2 separate regions of the Anser cygnoides genome follow, and region 2 is linked to region 1. Evidence: chromatin contacts called from public Hi-C data. All regions are on one chromosome and are shown on one strand. The core of a region is the stretch at or near the end of the contact, and the rest is flanking DNA. Distances in the headings are between cores, read along the strand shown. Region 1 overlaps PFKFB3 (6-phosphofructo-2-kinase/fructose-2,6-biphosphatase 3). Region 2 has its middle 67 kb from the start of PFKFB3.

Region 1 (4,662 bases), core at 1,389-3,888:
AAAACGCCAGGTCAGCACTGGGCACGGCGTGTGCACCTTCTCACCAGGAGCCCGAGCCCAAACCCAGCCAAATCACAAAAGCCCGCCCCGAGCTCCAGGAAACTTTGCAGCAGGGATGAAACCGAGCCCCGTGTTTCGCTCCGGGCGCTTCACAAAGACCTAATTCATCATTTCTTTTCACCACCCTGGAAAGCTATCAGGGATTTCAATGCATATTCATCACTCATTATCGACATCTACCCAGGTAAGTCAAGGTCAGGGATGGCTTGTGAAAGGCTCGAGCTGTATATTTAGAAGCGGCTCATCTCGTGCCTTACAGCAGCTGAGAGCCAGCGTGGGTGCGCTCCCGTGCTTCGCTGGAGGGGGTGGAAGGAGAAAAATAAAAATGGAAATTCGCATCTATAAAAGGTTAAATAAAATAGCTGCCTCCCTACTCCAGGCATTTTTACTGTCTCCATGTAGGCAGCATTCCCACACGCTCCCCCCCTTGCCGAAAACCCACGCCGCATCTTCCGTGTGAGCCCTGGGCTCCCCTTTTCCACCTTTTTCCCCCATTGCATTTTGCAGACAGCTGCATCTCCTGTCCATACATTGCGTGCAGGCTGCAGGGAGCCTACGCAACCCCTGGGACGTGCATCCCACGTTTCACGTGCCCACGGCCGCTGCCTCCTCTCCTCCAGCATCCCCCAGCCCGGCCCCCTCCCTGCACCGCCTCGACTTTCCCAGCCCCTACGTGAGAGACGTGCAGCTCGGCAGAAATTGAATGGATCGCCGTCAAAGGGCCAGATGAAGGCATCACTTGGAGCTGCGACCAAGAGGAGGAGGACAATCGGGCTAATTATTTCCTGCACCGAGCGGCCCGATGGTGATGCTGCCCTGGGGACGGTGCCGGCCTCGAGGGAGGCCGGGGCTCGCCATTGTGCCTCCACGCCGGCCTCCCGGCCCCACGCCTTTGTGCCCGAGCTCTTTGTTGCTGCCGAGGAATTAGTATCGCCCATGGGAAGCCACGGGTTTCAAAACCAAAAAACGCCCAGCCGGGCTCTTCCCATAGATCGCAGCGAATGATGCCGAGCGCGGCTCGTTCCCACCCCGAGAAACAACAATCATATTACTATGATTATATTCATATATTAAAATATGTTAGCTTTCTCCTCTGTAAGAGGGAGCTCTCCCCTGTCAGAAACCACGTGAATAAATTAGTGGGGAAAAAAAAACACAGCGAGGCACCACGTGCTCGGGGGATTTCTTTCAAAGGTGTCAGTCCTTGAGAAAAATAAAGAAACCCAAAGAGCTCAGACCCAGCTGCAAAGCATTACACCGGTCCCACCCCAGCCCAGCCATTTCTGCCCCACGGCCAGCCAGATGTTCAGCCTGTTGCTGCCGAAAGCCATTTCCTCGGTGCCTTCCCCTGCACATGTGCCCAGACACAAGGCTCAGCATCCCTCGTGGCACGCCGGGACCCACGGCCGTGGGGCAGCAGCCGTGATTCATCGGGGAAATTAACGGCATCATTCATCCAGAACGTTTTTTTTTTTTTCTCTTAAAAGTGGGTAAACTTTCTGGCCAAGAGAAACACGAGCAACTTTTTTTAAAAAAAAAAAAAGGCAGCGGGAGGACTGATTCACCCACTGCCATCCCTCTCCGGGCTGCAAAACGCCGCCTCCATCCTCGCTCTCCGCAGCCTCTGCGGGTTCCTGCGATGCTTATTTGGGAGCTGGGGTGGTTTGGGGGCTCCGTGGGGTGGCACAGCTGCCGGGTCAGTTAGAAGAGCCGGCTCCCAAATCAGCCGTGATTCACGCCGCGTTTGATAGTAGCGCCCGGGCGACCCGAGCATCGGCTCGTATTTATTTTTTTAAGCGTGGGGTTTGGTTTTGAACACCCCCACGCTTTCTTTTCCTGCAGGACGCTGAGCAGGCAATTCGTTTGCCCTCCCCTCCACCTGCCTCCTATCTCCCCCAGGCACAAGGGCTGGCGAGGCGCAGGCAGCCGGTGGTTATTTGGGTTTATTAAATCCCCGATCTTATCCCCCCCCCAATAAAAGCCCAGTCAAGCCAAACATCAGGGCAAGGTGCTGAATGCCCTGTAAAATCCCAGCTGAGCTAGCCTAGGAGCAACCTGCCCTATTCCCTGTTAATCCTATTAAGTATTATGGGGTGGAAAGCGAGGGGGAGGGAATGTCAGGACATGCGTGGGGCCAGATCCAGGCAGGCTGCACCTTCCTGGGCTGGAAGCATGCACAGAGATGCTATGGGGGGGGGAGGAGGGCACACTCAGGCTGCACGGATAATATGGAAAAATAGAGTGGGGGGGTCCACCTTGGTGGGGGTCTACCCTCGGAGAGAGCATCGCAAGGGGGTGCACGGGAGGAGGGAAGGGGGGGGGACCGCATCCCACCCCCGCCGCCCTCCTACCGGGGGGATGCTGGACCTCCCCCCCCCCCCCCCCCCCCCCCCAAGGTGTTCCCCCCCCCTTATCACGTCGTTCCTACTACTCACAGCGGCGGGGCAGCGCCGGCCGGTTGTCATTGGGGAGCCAAATCTTCTGGATGCGGCTTTGCGTCAGCTCCATGGGCATTTTTAAAGGCAAGGTCTTTTGGCGCTCCGCGTCCACCTTGGGGCGTTCGCAAAACGGGGGTGGAAGGAAAAAAAAAATAAAAAATGGGGGGGGGGCGAAAAAATATAAGAAGAGACGATAAAATACGGCTTGCCGCTCGGTGAGGGTTTAGAGGGGGAAGGAGGGACGGGGCACAAAGCGGGGAGGTGGGCGAGTCCCGCCGCTAATTTTAATTCAAAAAAAAAAAAAGTGCCAAAAAAAATAGAAATATTCGGATTTTTTCCTCCTCTTTCTCCTTTCTAAAAATCAAAAAGAAAGCTGAAAGCGAGGGCTGGGAAAAAAAGAAGCGGCCGCGCTGCTGCTGCCGCCGCCGTTCCCACGCTCCGCTCGCACTGGACCCGCCGCTGCCGCCGGCTCCTATTTGGGGCCGGGCGGCCGGGGGGGGGCCGCGGGTCCCCGCCCTCCGGGGCGGGCCCGGGGGGGGGCGGGAGCCGGGGAGGAGGGCGGAGGAGCCGGGGAGGGGGCGCGGCGCGGCGCTGCCGCCTGCTGCCGGCCCCCCCGCACTGCAGCGGGACAAAGGCTTTGTTTGGAGGATGGGGGGGATTTGGGGGGGGGGGGGGGGGGGTTAAATGGGGGGGTTGTGGGGAGAAAGAGGGGTGTGGGAGGTGATGGGGAGAGGGTGGGGAGGGGAAAGGGGGTATTGGAGATGGGGTGTTGGAAGGAGAAATGTGGAGATGAAAGGAAAGGATGGGAGGAGAAAAGAACAAAGGAGAAAATAGACGAAGAAAGGAGGAAAAAAAAAGAAAAAAGGGGGAAAGAAAAAAGAAAAAAGGGGGAAAGAAGAGAGAAAAGAAAGGAGAAAGGAAAGGAGAAAGGAAGAGGGAAAAGAGAAAGGAGAAGAGAGAAAAGAAAGAAGGGAGAAAGAAGAGAAAAAAGCAAAGGAAAGAAGAAGAGAGAAGAAAGAAAGGAGAAGAGAGAGAAGAAAGAAGGGAGAAAAGAGAAAAGAAAAAGGAGGAAAAAAAAAGAAATAAGAAAAATAGAAGAGAGAAAAATGAGAGAATAAAAGAGAAAAGAAGAAAGAAAAAAAGAAAAATTGAGAAAAGAACAGAGAAAAAAAAGGAAAAAAAGAATAAAAGAGAAAAAAAAAATAGAAAATAATAATAAAAAAAATAAAAATAATTCTAAAGCCAAAGCAATTCTACAACCAAACTCATTCTAAAACCACAATTATATTTAAAAAAAAAGAAATCCTTTCTAAACCCAAGGGCTCCCCCGAGCAGCCTCCCCCCCCCCCCCCTTTCCGCGCCCCCTTCCCCTCCCCGGCCCGCGGCGGGTGGGAGGCGGAGGCCGGGGGCTGCGGAGGCTCCGCACGTCGCTCACGTCGCACAGGCAGGGCTGGGGCCCGGCCTCCTTCACCCCCCCACCTCCGCCCGGGGGGTGCCCGGGCTCCGCTCCGCCTCCGCCCCGCTCCGCGGCCGCGCAAAAAGGCTGGGGCGGAGGCTCCGGGGGAGGCTCGCAGCCTCCCCCCACCTCTCGGCCTCCGCCCGGGCTCGGGGATGGAGGAGCGGAGGCTGCGGAGCCTCCCCTGCGCTGCCTCCGCTAGGCGCAATTAACGCATAGAGGTATATTTTATTAGGGTGCGTATTGGGCGATTTTATCCCAAACGTAGCCACGCTTCGGGATTTTTAACCCATTAGCCGGATTCCCGCAGGTGACCTCGCTACCCTCGATTCGATGGTGAAAAGCGCTACTTCCAACCCAAACGTGGCAAGGGCAATAAATAAAGGTGTGGGGAAAATCCAGCTTTCTCCTCCAAAAAAAAAAAAAAAAACCTAAAATTAAAACCACGATTTTGGGATGCTCATACCCCGAGCAATGCCCAGGCAGCAGCGGGATGCTGGGTGGCTGGTGGGGAAAGTTCAATATTTTATAGCTGGGAAGTGCTCCGCTGAGTTTATTCTAGCTTGATTTGCTAAATAAAGCAAATTTTGCACGGAAATTAAAACACTGGCAAGTTAGCATCTCGGCTACATACTGAATAGCCTCCAGTATTATTTTAGGGCATCTTCCCCTAGAAAAACAGGCATGTGTTTTTATGACAAAGAATAT
Region 2 (4,662 bases), core at 1,465-3,964, 48 kb before region 1:
AAAGCCGATGTTCAAGCCTCATGCACAGCAGCTGCCTTTTTACACCATGTTTCCAATCTGCTTAGCTATCCCTGGGGCTTTCAGGGCTGGTTTGTAATGATTTTTCTGACACAATCTCTAAGTTTTAGTTGGAGCAGCCACTTGCCAAAGGTGTGCAAACTGGGTGAAGGTGAGTCGGAGTATATCCATAAAGGTCTGCGGGTGACTAAGTCTGAATGGAGGTCCCACACCTTGGTATCTCTATGGACCCAGTCCTTAGATCTCACTCTACTGCCCTAATGCTATGGAAATCCCTTACAGTTGGGGTGTCCAGTGCCAGCTGACATGACCTATCTAGCCTCCAGCTGCCAATCCCAAAGGTAGATTTGTTGTCTTGCAGATCCTGGGTCATATCTGCCAGCTCCACGTAGACCTTTCAGGCCTGGAGCAAGTTCGAGCAAGTGAATCAAGGTCCTGAACTGGGGTGAGATGATGGCCACCTCCAACCCTAAATATCTGAAATTGGAAGGTGCCAAAGGGAGGCAGAATGTGTTGCCAGTAAGCCCCAGAAGCTGTGCAGGCATCTTCACCTGCATGTTCTCAAAGAGCTATGCTATTCATTTAATTTTGTACTCTCCACAATGGCTGCCAGAGATAAGAAAGACCACTTCCCAGTCAGGGCAGGATGTTTTGCAAGCTGCGTAACTCCCCGGGCTCATCTCTGATTCACATTTCTGTATCCTCCAAACCTGAGATTTCAGCTTTTCTGCCCAGCAGGTCCTGTTTCACAGCCTTCAAACTATAGCCTTTACGTAACATGTCTCTATCACGTTTATCACTTACACTGTAGTGCAACCCCTCAGAATTTTACAGAACCATTAAATACCAAAGATGATGACTCTCTGGTAAATAAGGAAGGTGTCAAACATGGGCAGTGTTCTTTGTGCTATGTTCTCCTTTGGCTTTTTATTAGACTAGCAAGAAGGAAGTTTGTAATTGCAATGCCCAAACCACCCAGTTTTCTGCGTGGTCTACAGCGCTACCAACAACAGTGTTTGAAACAGAAAACAAGTCAAGTGAGAAAGGAAACACAGGACAAGTGTAGAGACTTCCTTGTTTTTCTGCCAGACCACTTCCTTCCTGCCCTTCCTTTCTGCTCTCACTAATAACCACAGTCTCTTGCTGTCTTAAGTCTCTCTTCCTTGACTCATCCAGAGCCCAGCTCTTCCAAGCAGACACCAAAATCCCACTTCTGGTTCTCTCTGCCTGGTGGAGCTGGCTGGGGACAAATTCAGGAGCTTGATTTGATTGCTTGTTTTAGTAACATAAAGACATTTATTGCAATTTGAGACACCCTTGAATGCTTGAAACATCTGGAAAGGACTTTCAGATGTTGCACAGCACCTGTGGAAGACCAGGGTACCTGGAGAGACACCTGGAACCCACACAGGATGCCTTTCAAGTGGTCCTAGATACTTATGCGTGGAATTAGCTTTCTAGATCCCAAGATCTAGATACCAAGTAGGGGCAGGATACAGGTGCTTAAACATCTGGAAACTTTTGCAGTGCCCAAAGGTATCTGAGACACTTGCTCAAGACTGACAGATGTGATACAGGAACACAGGGGACATCTGCTCTTCTAGCACAGAAGCTGAAGACCAGGCAGGATTGATCACAGAGACTAAGGTGGCAGCAGACATTGGCATCCAGGCAATTGAAAGCTACCCTAGATGTCCAGTGAGTACTTAGGAGCTCAGACATCAGGCTCACATGAAGACACCAACACTGTAAGTATCCAAAGGAAGAGAGGACAGCCTCCAACAATTTTAGGGGTGCCGATTTTAGCTTAAAAATCACATGGCGAGATAGATGCATGCCCTCTGGGCTAAATAAAAACACTGCAAAGCCCCTTGAGGGTGACTGATCCTTTTAGATGGACAGGTGACCATCTGTGATCGGTCAAGTCCTGGTTTAACCTTCCCGTCGTGTCGTAATACACAGTGTGCCATGTGGTTTGGCTCTCTCCTAGAGAGAGCAATCAGAAATGTTGCTATTATCTCCCATGGCTTTTTTTTTTTTTTTTCAGTTGGGCTACAGGAATGAAAGATATGGCTGGGATTTCAGGGCCACCAAGATATTGGAGCAATCTGAAATCATATGGTGCTAATGAACCAGAGAACTCAATGCTGAAGTTGTCATTTAATCATTAACCATCTTCTGAACTGCATTAATTTGGGCTTCAGAGTTATTACCTTGCAGAAGCCTTTGATCTCAGTTTAGGGTGATTTCAAAATCACTTTCAACATATCAGATATGATGAAGCATCCGAGAAAACCGGTGCTTCCCCTTGTTTTCACTGTGCTTCAAAATGGGACAGAGATTTCTTTAGAGTCAGCCAAAAAAGGAAATTGCAAACACCTGAATTCTTTTTTTAATCAAAGTTTATATTTCTACATGTGCTTACAAGATATTACGACAACCTTTCCTGACTTATCCACCATCAACCTTGAGAGAAACAGCCTTCCAGAGCCTACCAGAAGTTGGCATGAGGCAGAAATAAGCCCCATAAGAGGTCAGAGAAGGTTCAAAAGAGCAAAATGAGGACAAAAAGGAAGAAGAACCTGAAACAACAATGCAAAATCATGGGACTGAGCAGCGAGGCATGTGAGATGCAACTGAATCCACTCACTTCAGACCTTGTCGGAGGGTTATGTTGTCGAGGCCATGCAGATGTAGGAGTCAGTGGGAGAAGGAGCCACACGTGGTAGGGGGACGGGCAGCAGAAGAGGGGATGGCATGCTCTGATAGCAGTGACTGCAGTTTCTGGCTGCCTAAACCATTTAGATCTGGACTTCTTGGGTCCCTCTACATCTCTGGGCACAGTTTTGCCTCTTTCCCTTGGGGCTGTGCATGCTTGGGGATGAAGGTTTGCTCTTAGTTTGTCCAGAGAAGTGTCAAACAGCAAAGAGATCCCCATGCCACAGGGCCCCCAGTCCCATGGCTACCACAGGACACAGAAAATATCATGATTTGAGTAGACCAAAAGCACTGTATCCACATTCCCTCTTCTCTCCCACTAATTCATTGCCAAACTTTTCCTTCACTCTGGCTAGTGCATGCAGCATTGGTCCTGCCTTCAGCCTAGGTGTGGTGCAGTGTAGACAGAACCATGGGAAGTGGAGATGAGTCAGCTCCTGGCCGTGGTTCTTTATGTTTCACATACACATCAGCTGCAAAAGACATCCTCAGAAGTTAAAGAGCTAGTTATTTCAGACCAAACTATGAGGAAAGAGAGAAGGAAGGAAGGAAGGAAGGAAGGAAGGAAGGAAGGAAGGAAGGAAGGAAGGAAGGAAGGAAGGAAGGAAGGAAGGAAGGAAGGAAGGAAGGAAGGAAGGAAGGAAGGAAGGAAGGAAGGAAGGAGGGAAGGAAAAGAAAGAAAGAGAGAAAGAGAGAAGGAGAGAAAGAGAAAGAAAGAAAGAAAGAAAAAGAAAGAAAGAGAGCGAGAGAGAGAGAGAGAAAAAGAAAGAGAAGGAAAAAGAAAGAAAGAAAAAGAGAAAGAAAGAAAGAGTGAGAGAGAGAGAGAAAAAAGAGAAAAAGAAAGAAAGAAAGAAAGAAAGAAAGAAAGAAAGAAAGAAAGAAAAAGAAAGAAAGAAAGAAAGAAAAGAAAAAGAAAGAAAAAGAAAGAAAGAAAGAAAGAAAGAAAGAAAGAAAGAAAGAAAGAAAGAAAGAAAGAAAGAAAGAAAGAAAGAAAGAAAGAAAGAAAGAAAGAAAGAAAGAAAGAAAGAAAGAAAGAAAGAAAGAAAGAAAGAAAGAAAGAAAGAAAGAAAGAAAGAAAGAAAGAAAGAAAGAAAGAAAGAAAAAGAAAGAAAGAAAGAAAGAAGGAAAGAAGCAGTCATGTGTCAATGATAAACACAAAATGAGTCACGCCGTAAGAGGCTGCACCTGAAAGGAAATCTAAAACAGCAACTTCCTCCTCGCTGCGGGCTGCAGTTTGCTGCTGCATACAAGGAGTAGAGATAGAAAAGTGAAAACGTCTGCTTTCTGCCTCATGGTCAGACATAACCAGTGTTATAACCAGAGCCGTGCAAAGGCCCCATCCTTCATTTCCCCAGCCAGGGCTGCAGTTGTAGAAGAAAAAAATAATAAATTTCTCCATGCGAGTAAAAGCTTTGCATCAAAACTATGTGATGTTGCCAGTGACGGCAGGCTCGACCACAGCCGAAGTTCCCACAGTGAAGTGAAACTCGAATGTCTTCAGCAGCTCTGGCAAACACATGCCAGCTCTGCCTGAAGCCCTCAGACAGAGACGTTTCCCCTCCACTGGTGCAGGAGAGAGGTCTAATTCTCTGCTAACCTGTTTCTCTGCTTGTTTATACAGAGTTGTACATTGAAATAATTAAGGTCTTGTGGGAAACCTCGACTTTAAAATAGGAGAATATATATATATATATGTATATGTATATAAAGACATTTTCTGTGTAATTTTTCAAAAGTCACACGCAGCCTTGGCATCTTGTTGTTTCAGACACCCCAACCCAGCACCTGGAGCTCAGCCTGCAGGGGCAGGGACAGCCGATGCTGAGCAGCAGGGCCTCCCGGGTCCTTGATTCCTCTGCATCTTTCCTCAAATTTCCCCTTTCTGCTGCTTGCCTAGAGACAAAAACCTCCCATCCCTAGCAAAGA

What was found. A called contact is a pair of places that touch in the nucleus more often than the background predicts.
Region 2: a Hi-C map of liver shows a contact between it and region 1, with 9 times the contacts expected there. The contact joins two enhancer-like sites. A contact is called at or near these places in 4 of 7 Hi-C or Micro-C datasets (blood and liver).

The regions. Positions count from the first base shown.
Region 1 is chr1:4,038,782-4,043,443 of Taihu_goose_T2T_genome, reverse strand. PFKFB3 (6-phosphofructo-2-kinase/fructose-2,6-biphosphatase 3) reads right to left here. Exons shown (of 15, transcript XM_067002724.1): 2 at 2,496-2,610. Among named protein-coding and RNA genes, the nearest start is that of PFKFB3, 19 kb to the right of the region's middle. Within about 2 kb of position 2,638, at least 1 of the 3 cell types and tissues checked has open chromatin away from gene starts, as enhancers often do. A contact at or near this core is called in liver, where this site is marked.
Region 2 is chr1:4,086,908-4,091,569 of Taihu_goose_T2T_genome, reverse strand. No RefSeq gene overlaps it. Among named protein-coding and RNA genes, the nearest start is that of PFKFB3, 67 kb to the right of the region's middle. Within about 2 kb of position 2,714, at least 1 of the 3 cell types and tissues checked has open chromatin away from gene starts, as enhancers often do. A contact at or near this core is called in liver, where this site is marked.